Regions from separate parts of the Rattus norvegicus genome. Here region 2 is linked to region 1. The links are chromatin contacts, called in public Hi-C maps. All regions are on one chromosome and are shown on one strand. The core of a region is the stretch at or near the end of the contact, and the rest is flanking DNA. Distances in the headings are between cores, read along the strand shown.

Region 1 (2,684 bases), core at 137-2,636:
ACCTCAGCATGAGGAATGTTTGAGGTCAATTTAGGGGTTTCTTGTTGTTTCCTGTGTGGGGAAGAGTGGGTTGGGTTGGGTTTTGGTCACTGTTCATTGAGTGTTAGGATGTAAAGTCTACTTACTAACGGTTTACGACCACATTAGGTACTGAAACAATCTAGAAATGAGCGGATAAGCGAAGAGCCAGCATGATTAGGAGGATCGGGTGGGAGATCCTGGAGGCTAGCCTGGGCTATACAGTAAGACCTCATCTCAAAAATCCCCAAACAAAACATAAACAAACCAAAGCCCATAGGAGGGCATGCATCCTTTAAGTTTGGTAAGGGTCCATGCATTAATCCCCTCCAGAAACTGAAAGGCTGCTGTATTATTACCTCTAGCTTCTAAGTGAAGAGGCTAGACTAATCACCTCAAAGACGCTGGACAGTAAGTTGTCTAGCCAGGTTCAAGCAACCAATCACATTTCTCAACCGCCATGCTATGTACCTCCGGGTAAAACCTATGCTGGACTGGCACACAGCAAGAAGCTGTGTCATGGTCCTGCCAACACAACACAACATCACTTCAATAAAAGGTACTAGGTAGTTAGTGTGTGGCCCTACAAGAGCAGCGAAGCCTCCGGATAGGCGCTGTTATGCAACTAAATACATAGGCCCTAACCTGAACTATATATATATATATATATATATATATATATATATATATATATATATATATATATATATGAATGACACCAGTGGCATTTGTATTCCGGATGCCAGCAACGGCCCTCCAAATTCAACAGATGTTCGGAAAGGGAAGTTCCACAGCCCTCTCTCTCCCCTCCAGCTCGCCGGTGCAGTCCACTCGACTGTCCTTTTCCAGTGGCACGAAAGCCAACGAGACCACGGCAGCGAGTAGCAAAGCAGAGGCGTGACCTTCCCGGGCTCAGAGCGCCACTCACCACAGCGCGGTCCACAGGGCCCCGGGGTCAGGAGAAATACCACCCACGGGGACCAGGAGACTCAGGCCGTCACGCGTCCCCGGCCGGTGACCTTGACACCTGCGCCCTAGCCGGAAGCTGGCCGGAGGGAGCAGCAGCGACGCGGGACTCACCGTACGGAGGCAGGGCCGCCGGCCGGGACCCAGGCAGCCGCTGGGCACGAGCAGGGGAGGAAGGCCGCGACGGCAGCCGCCCCGACCCCACAGCAGCAGGCAGCGGTGAGCCATGATGGGCCCGGCCCGCTCCGGGGCGCGCGCAGGGACCGAGCCAAAGCCGGCGGTCGGCAACCCTCAGCTTCCGCAACTTATCCGGGAGCTGCGCGCCACCGGCGCAGGAGACCCGCGGCAGAACGCGAACCCACGCTCCACGCGCGCTCGTCAGGCCCCGCCCCAGCGTGCGGACGTCGACGTGCCCTCCAGGCGGCGGACCACGCTCTCGGGTAGGGAAGGGGTAGGACTGGAGGCCGGAGTAAAGGAAGAGTGGAGCGGGGGTGAAGGGCGTGGCCTACTAAAGAACTGGAGGGGCGTGGTTGGGTGAGCCCAAAGGAGGCGGGTCAGAGGAGAAATAGTTGATGGCGGGGCTGGGCGGGGCTGGGGCGGAGTTGGAAGACTGTGGTGGGGAGGGGCTGGCGGTGGTAGCAAATGAGAGCTTTGGAGGCGAGGTCAAGGCGGGGTAAAGCTGGTGCGAAGGGCAGTGTGGAGGCGGGCAGGAGGCGGGGCCTAAAGAGGATCGGCACAGGAGAGGCGGGTCTGAGGGAGGGACCGAAGAAGGAAAGCAGGAGGGGCCAAATAAGGAGAGCAAAGGTTCGAGGGCGGACCTTAAAGAGTTGACCCGAGGCTCTATGGAAAAGGACCATTTTTCATTCAGGACTAGAGACCACTGGTCTTGTTTGACATTTTAGCATTCATCTCTGACTACTTACCGAGTAGTTAACTGATTGCTCACTGACGGGCATGAGGCAAGTTCCGCAAAGGCCAAGACATCTACTTACTTATTTTCTCCTGGTGCTATTTGGGACAGGCTCATAGCTCTGGCTGTCCTCAAACACTACTGTGAACTGAGGTTGTGTTAAAGATTCTGCAATGCTGAGTGACTGGTCAGAACTACCTGATCGTGAAGAGTTGGGGTGTTGCAAAACCAGAGCCAAATTGTCTCGGGCTGTGTTTAGTCCCTTTAATAACCCCAAGCATTATTCATCCTCGTGTCTAACCCAGCATCACAATGACTAAACTAAACCTAGTTGATATTTATAGAAAATTTCCACATGACTTGCATGTGTGAATGCCTAAGTTCAATTCCCAGCACCACAGACAAGGACAGAAAAAGAAATTTCCTGGGCACAGTATTTTCAGGTTTATTTACCCAGACAACCATGAATCATAAGTAGTGAGACCCTACAATGTATACTTGCTAGCCACAACAGAACCAAACCAGAAATCGGGATCAGAGAAAGACCAACAGTGGGGCTGGGTGATGACTCAGTGACAGGTTTCCATAAAGAAGGCTCATAGTTGTTCCTTTGGGTCTAACCTTCCCTTCGACTTTCTCTTCACTACTATACCCTTTTGCCCCAATCTCCCCTTCCACGTTGCTCTACTGTCTGCACCACCACCTTCCCTCAAAGCCTTTTTTTGTCCAGTTTCATGGCTGCCTTTCTGGATTCCTAGCCTTAACCCTTGTTTACTTCCAGAATATTTCA
Region 2 (2,684 bases), core at 56-2,555, 350 kb after region 1:
ATTGTACTTTTATATAGTGTGTTTTGTTTCTGGAAATTAATGTCTCTGGAAATGAATGGTTAGATCCAATGGTTAGAGGACTTGGGGGTCTACCTCTAAAATAGGAATATAATCTAAAAAAGGATTTTTTAAAGAATTTATGTCTCTTCGTGTGTGTATCCGTTGTGTGCAGGAGAGTGCAGATCCTCAAGGAATCCAGATGTTTCAGATTCTCTGGAGCTGGAACTAAAGGTGGTGATGCATTCAAGCCATGCCTTAAATCTTATTAATTTAAAGAAGAGTAAGGAAAACTCAAGACTGGTAAGATCATTTCACTATCGGTCTCTGCGGGTTTCTGTACAAATCCATCAGGAACAAGTGCGATTTTGAGATCCTTTAGAGTCTGCTTTTTAAAGCGATTCCTATTCTTTTTTTTTTTTAAACATTTATTTATTATGTATACATCAGCTTTCTGCCTGCATGTATGCCTGCAGGCCAGAAGAGGGCACCAGACCTGATTATAGATGGTTGTGAGCCACCATGTGGTTGCTGGGAATTGAACTTAGGACCTCTGGAAGAGCAGACAGTGCTCTTAACCTCTGAGCCATCTCTCCAGCCCGCGATTCCTATTCTTAAACATCTTTATTTTTAGGTGTATGCATGTTTCACCTATATGTGCACCGCGTGCATGGAGCCAAAGTCGGGAGTTTGATCCCATGGGCGTTAAACAACCTCTCACCTAAAACCCTCGTTGAAGGAATGTTCCACCACTTCCTGAATTTGACTGAATCTCCTGACTTGAGCACTTCCCTTCATAGGTTTCTCTTTGCTATTTTTATTTCACTTACTTCTCCATTAAAGACTGGCTCCATCAAAGTAAATATTGGGCATCATTTTGGGTCTTGCCATCACCCCGGGTGACTTTCTAGAACTTCTTTTTCCTCATTCTGGTTTTGCTGACCCTCGAATCTGTTGTACTTGTGCCATCTTTCAGCACTGACCGCTGCTTCAGGTCCTCCACTCCTCATCTCAATTTCTTCCTTCTGGAAGACTTTGTGCTCGACGAGCTTGACTCCCTAAGCGACAACTCTGGGCATCGCCATCATTCCTAAGAAGCTCTGGTTAAACAGATGAGCCTTCCATTCAAATCTGCAGCGGGACATCTCTACTCGCTATGTGTACCGATCACGTGTTTACGGAGGCACACACCCCCTAGGCTGACCCCGGAAGGCGCTTTCATTTTTCCATCCTCCTGCGTCTGCAGGCTCCGTCCGTGGCTGGAACAAGGTTTGGACACAGGCTCCGCCTGCGCAGGGCGTGTCCCTCGGGGCGTGGCGCGCCGGAGCGACGCGAGCAGGCGAGGGCCGACGTACCGTACGTGCCTCTGCCGCGGTCCGGGGGCTGCGGGCCGCACCGCCGCCCTCTCGGAGGCGGGCCCGGGCAGACGGCGGCGGCCATGTTTGTGGCGCGCAGCATCGCGGCGGACCACAAGGACCTCATCCACGATGTGTCTTTCGACTTCCACGGGCGCCGGATGGCCACCTGTTCCAGCGACCAGAGCGTCAAGGTGCGCGCGGCAAGCTCGACTACCCAGGGCCGGGCACAGAGGGGAGGGAGGCGGCACAGAAGGGACTAACTCTGACCGAGGCGTGCGAGACACAAAGCCGCGGACGCCGCCACGCCGGAAGCGGCGAGAGCCCTCCCCGTCGGCGGATTGTGGGGTCACGGCCGCCCGCGCTCGGGGCGTTTTCCTACCGCGCCTGCGCGGGGCGGCTCTCTGCCTCGGGGCACTGAGCGCACGCGCACGCTGGGTCTGCGGAGTGGGTCGCGGCTGTAGTCTAACGCGTTTGGCCTTCTCGTGGGGATGTGTGTCTCATTTCAGTGGGCCTCGCCTGTATTCCTTTGCCCAGGACGCATGGGATTCCTTGAAGGGATATTATTATTATTACATGCCAGTTACACACACACGTTTTCTAGACCTGGCAGTAGCCCTCCAGTCTCAGTTTCAGCCATGCTGGGGTTACGAGTATGAACTCCTTCACGACGCCAGAATAGCTGAACACCAGCTTTTAATTCTTGTTCGTGTTCAAGTGGCCTCTGAAGGTGGTTATCACAAGTGTCCGTTGAATATGCTCCGATGTACTTTTTTGGAAACAGAGTCTCAGTTCTGTAGCCCTGATGATCTGCCTGCCTCTGCCGAGAGTGATATGATTAAAGATGGGAGCCACCAGGAACGACTCCATTGCCCTAACCCCACAATTTTAAAGACTTATTCGTGTGAGTGTTGTGTCTGCGTGTGTGAATGTGCACTGCCCGGCGTCTCTGCAGGTCGATAGAGGGAGTTCAGATTGTGATCCTTCTTGTTGGGAGGACTGCGCCTGGTTCCTTGGTTGGCCAACGAGCACAGCTGATCTAGGTAGCAGACATCAAGTTATAGTCTTTGGGAATGGTATTTACTAAGATAAATATGGCAATCTTGGGAGAGGACGTAATTCTGCATTGCAAAACTTACGTGCATATACACTACCAAGACAAGCAGTGAAGGCTACCAAACTACCTTGAGCTTTCCCAGCTTGGCCTCAGGACTGCTCTGTTCACACTGTTGGAAGTAGGCAAGAAAAGAAGTCTCTCGAAGCCTTTTATTAGGTCTTTATCACACTAGGAGAGATGACCTACAGCTGACTTACTTAGCCTGAGCAGCCTGC

Evidence for each region. Hi-C and Micro-C count contacts between places; a contact is called where the count stands out from the background.
Region 2: a Hi-C map of liver shows a contact between it and region 1, with 2.9 times the contacts expected there. The contact joins the promoter of Seh1l here to the promoter of Afg3l2 in region 1. A contact is called at or near these places in 7 of 12 Hi-C or Micro-C datasets (Schwann cells, frontal cortex, kidney and 3 more).

Annotation. Positions count from the first base shown.
Region 1 is chr18:63,267,614-63,270,297 of GRCr8, forward strand. Afg3l2 (AFG3 like matrix AAA peptidase subunit 2) reads right to left here and starts at 1,387. Exons shown (of 17, transcript NM_001134864.1): 1 at 1,099-1,387. The coding sequence starts at 1,212. It also overlaps a transcript of Prelid3a not described here and the pseudogene LOC134482954.
Region 2 is chr18:63,615,570-63,618,253 of GRCr8, forward strand. Seh1l (SEH1-like nucleoporin) reads left to right here and starts at 1,306. Exons shown (of 9, transcript NM_001394994.1): 1 at 1,306-1,546. The coding sequence starts at 1,436.